3 separate regions of the Pan troglodytes genome follow, and regions 2 and 3 are each linked to region 1. Evidence: chromatin contacts called from public HiChIP or PLAC-seq data. All regions are on one chromosome and are shown on one strand. Each heading gives the region's core, a stretch centred on a gene start, on an enhancer-like site or on the middle of the called end of the contact. The rest is flanking DNA. Distances are from core to core; before and after follow the strand shown. Region 1 holds the start of ANKRD40 (ankyrin repeat domain 40). Region 2 holds the start of RSAD1 (radical S-adenosyl methionine domain containing 1). Region 3 holds the start of CACNA1G (calcium voltage-gated channel subunit alpha1 G).

The links. HiChIP or PLAC-seq counts read pairs in DNA pulled down with a chosen protein or histone mark.
Region 2: an H3K4me3 HiChIP or PLAC-seq map of stem cell-derived excitatory neurons shows a contact between it and region 1, with 3 times the contacts expected there. The contact joins the promoter of RSAD1 here to the promoter of ANKRD40 in region 1. A contact is called at or near these places in 1 of 7 Hi-C or Micro-C datasets (induced pluripotent stem cells), 1 of 1 datasets of contacts at active chromatin or transcription factors (stem cell-derived excitatory neurons) and 1 of 1 other capture datasets (stem cell-derived neural stem cells).
Region 3: an H3K4me3 HiChIP or PLAC-seq map of stem cell-derived excitatory neurons shows a contact between it and region 1, with 2.8 times the contacts expected there. The contact joins the promoter of CACNA1G here to the promoter of ANKRD40 in region 1. A contact is called at or near these places in 1 of 1 datasets of contacts at active chromatin or transcription factors (stem cell-derived excitatory neurons) and 1 of 1 other capture datasets (stem cell-derived neural stem cells).

The regions. Positions count from the first base shown.
Region 1 is chr19:63,848,157-63,851,614 of NHGRI_mPanTro3-v2.0_pri, reverse strand. ANKRD40 (ankyrin repeat domain 40) reads left to right here and starts at 1,837. Exons shown (of 5, transcript XM_511885.7): 1 at 1,837-2,241. The coding sequence starts at 2,108. It overlaps LUC7L3 (LUC7 like 3 pre-mRNA splicing factor), which reads right to left and starts at 2,645. Exons shown (of 14, transcript XR_010153329.1): 1 at 2,517-2,645.
Region 2 is chr19:63,618,721-63,622,178 of NHGRI_mPanTro3-v2.0_pri, reverse strand. RSAD1 (radical S-adenosyl methionine domain containing 1) reads right to left here and starts at 1,624. Exons shown (of 9, transcript XM_511926.8): 1 at 1,380-1,624; 2 at 637-770; 3 at 315-519. The coding sequence starts at 1,514.
Region 3 is chr19:63,700,209-63,703,666 of NHGRI_mPanTro3-v2.0_pri, reverse strand. CACNA1G (calcium voltage-gated channel subunit alpha1 G) reads right to left here and starts at 1,597. Exons shown (of 34, transcript XM_016932537.4): 1 at 606-1,597. The coding sequence starts at 847. LOC107969270 (a long non-coding RNA gene) reads left to right here and starts at 197. Exons shown (of 2, transcript XR_001710982.2): 1 at 197-377.

The DNA.
Region 1 (3,458 bases), core at 588-3,087:
ACAAAAAATTAGCCGGGCATGGTGGAACATGCCTGTAATCCCAGCTACTCAGGAGGCTGAGGCAGGAGAATCGCTTGAACCAGGGAGGTGGAGATTGCGGTGAGCCGAGATAGCGCTGTTGCACTCCAGCCTGGGCAATGAGAGCGAAACTCCATCTCAAAAAAAAAAAAAAAAAAGAACTCATAGACTTTGGGGTGCAGTCACGAACAATTTTTTTTAACTGCATTAAAAACAAACAACAACAACAACAAAAAAACAAAAACAGGCCAGGCACGGTGGCTCACGCTTGTAATTCCAGCACTTTGGGAGGCTGAGGCTGGCAGATCACATGAGGTCAGGAGCTGGAGACGAGACTGGCCAACATGGTGAAACCCCATGTCTACTAAAAATACAAAAATTAGCCGAGCGTGGTGGCACAGGCCTGTAATCCCAGCTGCTCGGGAGGCTGAGGCAGGATAATTGCCTGAACCTGGACGTAGAGGTTGCAAAGAGCCGAGAGATCGCCCCACTGAACACCAGCCTGGGCAACAGAGTGAGACTCTGTCTCAAAAACAAGCAAACAAAAACAACAAGCCACTACCTACTCCCATGTCACTCAAATTGTGTTGAAGGACTCAAATCCAGTGCCATACACATCAGTTTCAGATGGAGTATCATGCTGGATGTGAGAATTAAAATTTAAATTGGGGGAACAAATGAAAATGTAAGCTCAAGCAGGGTTACAATTTGCCATGGGGGTCAATTTAAGTGTGTAGTCAGTTTATATTCAGCACCACCTGGTGTGCACTGTGTACTGTGTGAATTACTGTATCATACTAAACAGACATTGGTTTTTCTTAAACCGTAGCAAGAAAAATGCTTGCTGTGCAGATCCCAGCAGCCCCAAGAGACGGAAATGAAAACTCCATGCCTAAATTTATCCCTTCCTATTTCATCTCTCCTTGTTCAGGCCTTCCTCCCTTCCTCCCCAGGGCTATTTCCTTAATCTTGACCCCATCTGTAAAGTTCCATCCGGTGCCACATCGGAGGATCTCTTCAGGGCACCTGGGCGTAGCAAAACAATATTTCCTTTTTCTCCCACTGGGTATAAAACAGTGCCAACTGAGGCTCTGAGCCTCATTAGATAGATCGGGCAAGAAGTGAAGCAAAATGCTGTTTACATGTACACCACAGCTCTTCCCAGAGCACTTGGAATCAGGACCAGGACACCTCCAAAGCCTCTTTGGTGTTTTTCCTTTCTTTTCTCCTTATATGGCCTTCATGAAGAGTAACTAATTACAATCTGTTAGCAGTAATTACAGTTCATAAACTGTGAGCACAATATAAATATTTTTCCTGAAAGCCAGGTTAGAAGAAATCCTGTCTAAAATGAGATGTAAAACAACAACAATTGAAATAAATATTCTAACTGAATTGTCCCCAAGCACTGTCAAAAAGAAGAAGAGTGTAATCTATCTCTGTAATAATGGGCGTATTATAGTAGGATCGTTTTCAGCCCATTTCCCTATCCTGCTGGGCAAGAATTGGCTCAGATAAGGAAAAGGAGCCAACCAAACTGGGGGAAAATAACAAAAAAACCCCAAATCCCAACAAAAAGAACCCACCAATTATTTTGGATGCCTGGTAAACAGCCTGCACCAGAGGATAAGGCTTTTCTGGCTCTCAGCTATGCTTTTTTCTCTTTTCATGTGTCTTGTCCTCCTCCCTTGAAACTGCGGGGTGGGGAAGTCTAAAAATAGTCAATGAATCATGGCATATAATATTGTGCAGTAGTTACATAAACAGCCAGCCCGGGCGCCGGAGCCCCGGGTCGGAACGGAAAATATCTGGGTCAGCGTTGTCACACTGAACAGGGTCCCCCGGAGCCGGCCTTCGGGAGGCGCGGCCCGGGAGGAGGCCTGGGCCTGCGGGCCGGGAGCAGCAGGGGCGGCCCGCGGGAGGGAGCGGAAGTCCCGGGACTGGCGCTGGCAGCGGGGCGAGCAGGGCGGACGAGTTCCGCGCTCCCTCCCCATGGCCGGGAGCGGGCCGCGGCGACGGCGGCGGCGCTGACAGGCCGCGGGCGGGGCGGGGCAGGCGGGCCTGGGCGGGGGCCTGGGGCTGTGGGAAGATGAACGCCCTCCTAGAGCAGAAGGAGCAGCAGGAGAGGCTGCGGGAGGCCGCGGCCTTAGGGGACATTCGGGAGGTGCAGAAACTGGTGGAGAGCGGGGTGGATGTGAACTCCCAAAATGAGGTCAACGGCTGGTAAGTGGGGAGCGGGGGAGGCCTAGGGTCAGGGCAGCCGGTCGGAAGGCGTGGGGCAGTCAGTCGCGACCTGGGCCCAGCGCTGGACGCCTGGCTACGGCGAGGCCTGCCACCTCGGGCCTCCGAGATTGTGCCCTCTTGAGGCCAGCCCTCGTCCCCATGCCTCGTGCGGTCGGGAGCGCGTCCTGCCCAAATCCCGGCCCACGTGGTCCACTCGGGGCAGCGCCCACTGGGACTCTGGTGCCCTACCCCCTTCCCCCGCGCTCCCGGCTCACTTGGTCAGAGCGGTGCTGGAGGCAGTGATTCTCAGCGACTATGCGTTGGAGCTCACCCCAATTCGAGTGTTGAGTTAATTTGCCGTAGGTCCTTCTGGAGAACGCATCTTGCAGAGCTAAAAGCATAAGCAACTGAGCAAATATGAATTTTATAAACTAGCACGATTTCCTTAGCCAAGACCAGGAAAAAAAAAACACATTTGCATCACCATTCTGCTTCTCTGTTGTTTCACTGCAACCGATTTGCTGCTGCTGCCTACAGTTGCCTGTTTGAGGGAAAACTCATTTGTTTATCCTATCGATTATTTTCTTTCTTTTCCTTTTTTTTTTTTTTTTTTTTGAGACAGGGTCTTGCCCTGTCGCCCAGGGTGGAGTGCAGTGGCATAGTCTCGGCTCACTGCAACTTCTACCTCCCCGGCTCAGGTGATCCTCCTGCCACAGCCTCCCAAATAGCTGGGAATACAGGCACGCGCCCCCACACCCGGCTATTTTTTTTTTTTTTTTTGGTATTTTTGGTAGAGATGGGGCCAGGTTGGTCTCAAACTCCTGGCCTCAGGTGATCCACCCGCCTCGGCCTCCAAAAGTGCTGGGATTACAGATGTGAGCCTACCGTTCCTGGCCAGTTTTCTTATTACAATTTCAAATACAGAATGTCACCCAAGACTTTAGATGTCTGCCTGCAGATTGAATTCTTCCCAATTAAATAGGAGTCTCATCTTAAGATGTTGCTGGTGGTCAAAACAGGAAGTTACTGAATGTGGCATTATTCCGCTCTCTGCATTTAATATTTAAAATTTTGATTCAGTAATGCTTAGCCAGACTATTTTGCTAGCTTAGAGTTAAAGTGAGTAGCACTTTGGGAGGCTGAGGTGGGCGGATCACAAGGTCAGGAGATCAAGACCATCCTGGCCAACATGATGAAACCCCATCTCTACTAAAAAT
Region 2 (3,458 bases), core at 375-2,874, 230 kb after region 1:
GCTGCAATAATCTGGCTACATGTCTGTGTCTCCCGTGTCATGTAGCAAATCTTTTTTGACCACCTACTATGTGCCAGGCACTATGGTAAGTGTTTGAAATAGAAAAGCCACACCTGATCCCTTTCTCATAAAGTGTGTGGTCTATGACAGCAGCAGACAATTAAGGAGTTATAAAAGTGTCGCACTAGGCCCTACTGTGTCCCTGGCACCCAGAAGGTGCTCAATCAATGTTTGCCCAATGAATGAATGTGACCAAAGAGGAGATGGCACTGAAGGGCGGGGTGCACTGGGATGGGGTGAGTGCCATGGGTTACCTGGAGGCCTATAGACAACCTGTTAACCCCTGCTGCCCCGAACTCTGCCAGTCTGGAGCCCGGAGCTGAAGTAGGATTAGCCTCCAATGTGACTTCCGAGTCTGCAGGCAGGTGGGCTGTCTGTGCCACAGCCTCCAGGACAGCAGCCACCGTGTGGGGACTGGCTAGACTGGGGGTCCCCCCACCAAAGAACACAGACTCCACCCTGGGGAAAGAGGATGGAGAAATGAGACCTGGGGGAGCCCTCTGGGATGCCTGCACCTATCCCCCACCACTCCTCCAAAAATTTCCCAAAACGCTGCCTACAGCCCCCACTACCCACCGTTGCACCCCGCTGAGCCGCAGCAGCGTCTGAGCTTCGGTCACCAGACACTTCTGCATGGCAGCCTCCTCCACGCGGCGAGGGATGTACTTGTTGAAGTTGCAGTAACTGCAGCGCTTCTCGCAGTAAGGCCACTGGGGGCAGTGAGTGCACGTGCGCGGTGAGAGCTGCCCTGGCCACTTCCAGGGTTCAGTCGCACACATCCCCAACTCCACCCCCACCCCTATCCCGAGGTCTTTCCACAGTAGCTAGGACATCTAAGCCACACAACTCCCCAAGGCAGGTCGCACTGGGGTTATTACATCCACTTCAATGTGAGAAAACTGAGGCTCACTCCTTTGTTACGCTGCCTCTTCCAACCAGCAGACGTCAGGAAGGAACTCAACCCAAGCTCTTTCTGGGATCATACAATTTTCATACAATTTTCCTATGAGCCATTTTCCCAGCTACCGAGTCAGAACACTGCTCTTAAGAAAATTTTGTCTTGCTAAGAGGAAAATTGTTATGAAATTTGAACCATTTGGTCAGAGTCACCGAGCCGGTGAGTAGCAGAGACTTCAGGTTTCTGGACCAAGTCATTTCCCTGCCAAAGCACAGGGTCCCATCCCAGACCTCGTACGGGGGCACGGAAACACGGCAGGCAGGTTCATAGAGTGACAAACCGCCACCTGGGTTTTGGACCGCCACGGTCACGGCCAGGGCTGCGGCCACACACCGTGGGCTCCGCCCCCGCCCCTACTCACGTGTACGTAAAGCGCCGCGCGCCGGCCCGCAGGCTCAGGACTCGGGGACCCTCCTGCGTTCTCCACGCGGCGGCGCCTCTGGGCCGCTCTGGCTGCTGCCGCCCAGCCGCGAGCCCGGGCTCCGGGGAGCGCCATGGCGCCCAGCGCAGCGCGGCGCACTGACCCGAGCAGGAGACGCGCGCAGGGATCACTGTGAGTGCGCAGCCGGCGGAAGGAAGAGGGGCTGCGTGACCGCGCGACGAGAGGGCCCGGGCGGCCCGGGGCTGCGGCGCCACCTGCCGGGCGCCCGGGCGCTCACTGCGGCCGCCTGTCGGTTCTTTCCCCAGGCCGCGGGGCGGGCTGCTTGCCTTTTGGCACCTTGTGCCCGGGCGAGTTCCCGGACCCATCCAGGAGCTCTTAGTTTGTTCAGTCAATTCCTTGACATTTGATGTGCCTGGCTCAGAACTGGGCGCTGGGGACATCTAGGTGCATAAAGCCAGGTTGCATTCTGGCAGGAGAGAGGCAAGCCAACCGGCCAGGACAGGCAAGGCGTATTAATTCCGTGCCTGCTGGACACCAAAGCCGTCCGCCTCAGTGCTGTGAGGTCATCTGTTGTAAGAGTGTGGGAGTCAGTAGGGCAGAAGAGACACTTGGGCTGGATCTTTCCTTTAATTTCATTTACAAATATTTGGGAGAGGGGAGGTCTTGAACTCCTCGGCCTCAAGCGATCCTCCTGCCTCAGCATCCAGAGTAACTAAGGATTAAGGGCATGAGCCACCACCAGGGCTATGCACGGGATCTTGGAGGAGCAGAAAATCCCAGGGGCAATTGGCTTGGCCGGGAGAGTAGACTGTTTTGGGTCAGGCCAACCCAAGCATCTGGAGGTGTACGTGCTGGAAGGACAGTCAGATGGTGTGTGCAGGAGAGAGGGGGAAGGCGCAGGGGAAGGCCTGGGGAAGCAGGCACCTGAACAACTGTCCCACAAAGCAGAAACATCATGGGTTTCAGAGGCAGGCGGTGCAGGACAGTTCTCCCAGTGGCCTTGAACTGACCTGGTTCTCCCCTCCTTTCTTGCTTGTAGTTCTCAAGAATAACTGTAGACGCCTGTAATCCCAGCACTTTGGGAGGCCGAGGTGGGCAGATCACTTGAGATCAGAAGTTCAAGACCAGCCTAGCCAACATGCTGAAACCCCGTCTTTACCAAAAATACAAAAATTATCCAAGCGTGGTGGTGGGCACCTGTAATCCCAGCTACACGGGAGGCTGAGCAGGGAGAATCCCTCGAACCTGGGAGGCGGAGGTTGCAGTGAGCTGAGACAGTGCCACTGCACTCCAGCCTGGGTGATGGAGCAAGACTCTGTCTCAATAAATAAATAAATAAAACTGTAGAGTGTGCAGAGAATGCAACATCCTGAGGGAAGGAAGGACTGGCCAGCACAGCCATGCTCTGTTCCAGTCCCCCTAGAAAAAGCATGTCCTTCAACACTTCAGCCCAACATGTCACATGGCCCCAGGGTATAAAACCCAGGGCAGAAGCCGGGCGCGGTGGCTTACTCCTGTAATCCCAGCACTTTGGGAGGCCGATGCGGGCGGATCATAAGGTCAGGAGATTGAGACCATCCTGGCTAACACGGTGAAACCCCGTTTTTACTAAAAATACAAAAAACTAGCCAGGTGTGGTGGTGCGTGCCAGTAGTCCCAGCTACCCGGGAGGCTGAGGCAGGAGAATTGCTTGAACCTGGGAGGCGGAAGTTGCAGTGAGCCCAGATGGCGCCACTGCACTCCAGCCTGGGAGACAGAGTGAGACTCTGTATCAAACAAACAAACAAACAAACGAAAAACAGGGCGGGCTGGTTTCTGGGGTCCCTCAGCTTCAGTACAAGTCTGGCTGGCTGGGCGTGGTGGCCCACGCCTGTTATCACAACACTTTGGGAGGCCGAGGCGGGTGGATCACCTGAGGTCAGAAGTTCAAGACCAGCCTGGCCAACATGGCGAAACTGTTTCTACTAAAAAAAAAAAAAAAAAAAAAAAAAAAAAAAAAAAAAAAAAAAAGCTGGACGTGGTAGTGCACGCCTGTAATCCCAGCTACCAGGGAGGCTG
Region 3 (3,458 bases), core at 348-2,847, 150 kb after region 1:
CCCGCCCCCCAACATCTACCTCTGGGTCAGTAAAAACCTCAGCCTCAAGGACCAGGTTGGGGGATCAGACCCTAGAATCCGCCGCAAACTTTGGGGCGGGGGAAGGAGGGAAACCCAGGAGATTGCGGTCCCCCCTCCTCCGTCCCCGCAGCTTCCTCCCCACCGCCCCCACCCACCCCCCACCAAACTCGGAAACCAAACCCAGCTCGCTAACCGGCGCGGGCAGAGTACAGCTCCCAGGCTCCCGAAGCTTCCCACATCTGGAGGATGACGACCCTCCCCTGACCACATCTGGAGGGCGTCCAGCTGCGAGCCAGCGGGGCACAGCTCTCTTCTCCTGGCCTGGATCCCCACCCCCCTAACCCAGGAGGACTGAGGTGTGTGTACGCAGGTGGGGTAAGCCCGGGTTACCGACGAGACCTGCTCGCGTCTCCGCTCCCACTCTGGTGCCCCCTCCCCTCCCTGGCAGCTCCCCCCCCTCATCCGCCTACCCTCCGGGCTCACTTCGACTCACCTGGAGGTGGGTCTTCTTCCCCCCCGACCCCCGGCGGTGCGGCCCGTCCCCCTTCTGACCCCGCGCCTGGCCGTCGTGCCCCGAAGGATATGGGTTACAGACCGTGCGGAGACACCAGCTCCGCGGGCGGCTGTCCTGGCTCAAGTAGAAGAAAACCACCGGGGCCAGCGCCGGGTACGGCAGCCCCTCCGCCTCGGAGTCCGCGCTGCCTGGGTCCTTTTCTGCTGACCCCGGCCCCGGCCGGCCCCCGGCCCCCGACAGGTCGTTGAGCCGCATGAAGCTCCGGGGCTGTCCCGACTCCTCGGCGCCCGCTCCATCCTCCTCCTCGTCCATCCTCTGGCCAGCCGGGGCCCCGGGCGGTCCGGAGAGGGGCAAGCGGCGCCCCTCCGAGGAGGTGTCCTCACGCAACCCGGGGGCCCCGGCGGGGGCACATCTGGTGGGCTCTAGGGCGCAAGCTGAGCCCCCGGGAGGGCCAGTTCAGCCCAGCTCCCCCTGCCCGCAGGGGCATGCTGCCCGCGGGGCGCCGGGGCGCAGGGAAACCCCGCCCGGCGCGAGTCCCGCTTCCCCTGCGCCCCTGGGGCTCCCCGGGCCAGCCGGCCGGCTCCCCCTCACTTTGTTCCGGCTTCTTCGCTTCGCGCCCAGGCTCCGGTTGCCGGATTCGGCGCTACCTTCAGCGAAGCCGCCCCGAGAGGGCGAGCGAAAAGGGGGGCAGCGGCGGAGGGCGGGGGTCCGGGGAGGGGCACCCCCTCTTCCCGCGGCGCAGCTGGAGCCGGATCTAAGGGGTCAGCATCGTCCCGGCTCCGCGCCAGGCGGCGGGGGAGGGGAGGAGGGATCTCTTTAGGGGTGGGCTTGGAGGGGGTGGGGGCGGCTCCTTCCCCCGCCCCGCCGCGGGCTCACTGTCCGGGAGGGGCGGGGAGACAGTGGGGGGCAGTCCCGGGCGGGAGTGGAGGCGGAGATGCCGCCGCCGCAGCCGCCGCGGTGGCTGCCGCTGCCGTAGCTGTCGCCGGCGCCACTGCCTCCTCCTCCGGCCGAGACGCGGAGCGAGCGAGCGAAAGCGGCGGCGAGGAGCCCGGCGCACACCACAGCTGGATCCCTCACTTCAACTTCAAGCCTCGGCCCCGCCCCCAGACAGCCCCGCAGCCAATCGCCGGACGCCGCCGGCCCCGAGCGGCGCGCCCATTGGCCGTCCGCCGTGGCAGTGCGGGCGGGAGCGCAGGGAGAGAACCACAGCTGGAATCCGATTCCCACCCCAAAACCCAGGACCGCCCCTCTCCCCTCCCCTTGCCCCTGGGTCCGCTCCCGAAGGCTGGAGCCAATCAGACTGCTGCCCAGACCGAACCCACTTTCCTATTGGCCATTGGGGTCTTTGGGACTCCCTTGGAGGGACCCCGAAGAATCAGAGTATTCGGCGCGGGGTCCTGGCGCAGGGCCGCAGGCCCCAGGCATCCTTTGTCTACGACCCCTGATTTGGGCAGCAGCCGGAGGACGGAGCTCAGCTCTGGGCGGGCCTGGGGAAGAAAGGAGACAGGCGGCACGGGGGTGAGGGTTGTGACCAGGGGGTCCCAGAGCGAAATCCCAGGTCTCCACCTGGTTAATCTCCCACCCTGGAGTTGAGCTTGGCTGCGGGACTGGGGAAGGGAAGGAGCGGAGCTGGATGTCCTGGGGGTGGGGCTTCAGGCTGGAGGGGCCCAGTCTTGGAGAAACGGGCGGAGCTCGAGAAAGGCTAGGGTAGGCATGGTCTGGGCGTGGCCTCCACAAATCTCTTGGGCTTATTGGTCATACTCCCGAGTCAATTCTGAGACTTCGACCCTGACCTCGTAACCCTAACCCGCTGGACCTGACCTCACGTTGACGCTCCTGGGCTTCATCCCTTTGCCCCTAGGGACCTTTTGAAGGGCGTGGACTCCACGCAGGGGCTCCGTGCTTGAACACATGGCCCCAGGCAGGTCGCGCTGGACCGCAGAGCCCGGATCCCCAGGAGGGGCTGCGGAGCAGAGCGAGGACCCCTAAGAAGGAACCTGTGGGGGTCTCGAGTGTGTGGGAGGGGGCGGAAGCACAGAGCTGGGCTTTATCGACTCGACCTTCAAAGTCCCCACCACCGCCACCCCCCAACTTCGTGCCTCAGTTTCTCTTAAGTCCCTATGTGGCTTAGGGAAAGAGTGTCCGCGGAACTGGAACTTCGCGGGTCTGCCGCCTTCACTCACTCACCTTAACCCTACCGGCAGCGGGCCCTCGTGGGTTTGTGCTTTCCATGCGTGCACACTCACGCGCAGACCCCGGCCCTTGCCCCGCCTACCTCCCCGAGTTCTGGGGCTCAGTCGGCTCTAGCTCTCTCCTGCCGCCGGCGCCACTCCAGAAAGCTGTGGGTACCCGGGAGCGGAGCGCCGCGGGTGTGCTGGGCGCCGGTGGAGGGGGGAACAGCGAGGTTTAGACGCCGGGAAGCACTTCCCCAACATCTGCGAGAGGTAGACACGGCGGAACCTAGTGGGTCAGTCAGTTCCCTCTCCGGAGATTTTGGGGCGCTTGCGCCACTGCGGAGAGGCGGAGGGATGGGTCGGATGACCTCCATCACCACCCCTCACTTTGCTGAGGCCATCACCCCTGGGCGTTGTTCACTTTCCTAAGGCTGCGCCACCCACGTAGCCCCCGCGCACCTCCCGCCACCGCAGAGGGTTGGGGTCGTCTCAGTTCCCGCCCCGGCCGATGGGGGGAGGGGATGGGGGAAGTGGCAGAGTGGCTGCTGCGCCGTCGTCTCCCTGGTTGCCCTTTCGCCGAATCCATGCACCGAGTTGTGTAAATGAGGCCGGGCGGGCTCATTTGCATTTCATGCTAATGAGCAGATCCCCTAAGTGCCTTTTTTTCCTGGCGGGAGTCTCTGCTCTCATTCTGAGTATGCGGCGCCTGAGTCTTGAACCCTGTGCCGTCTTCTGGGAAAGGGGGGCTA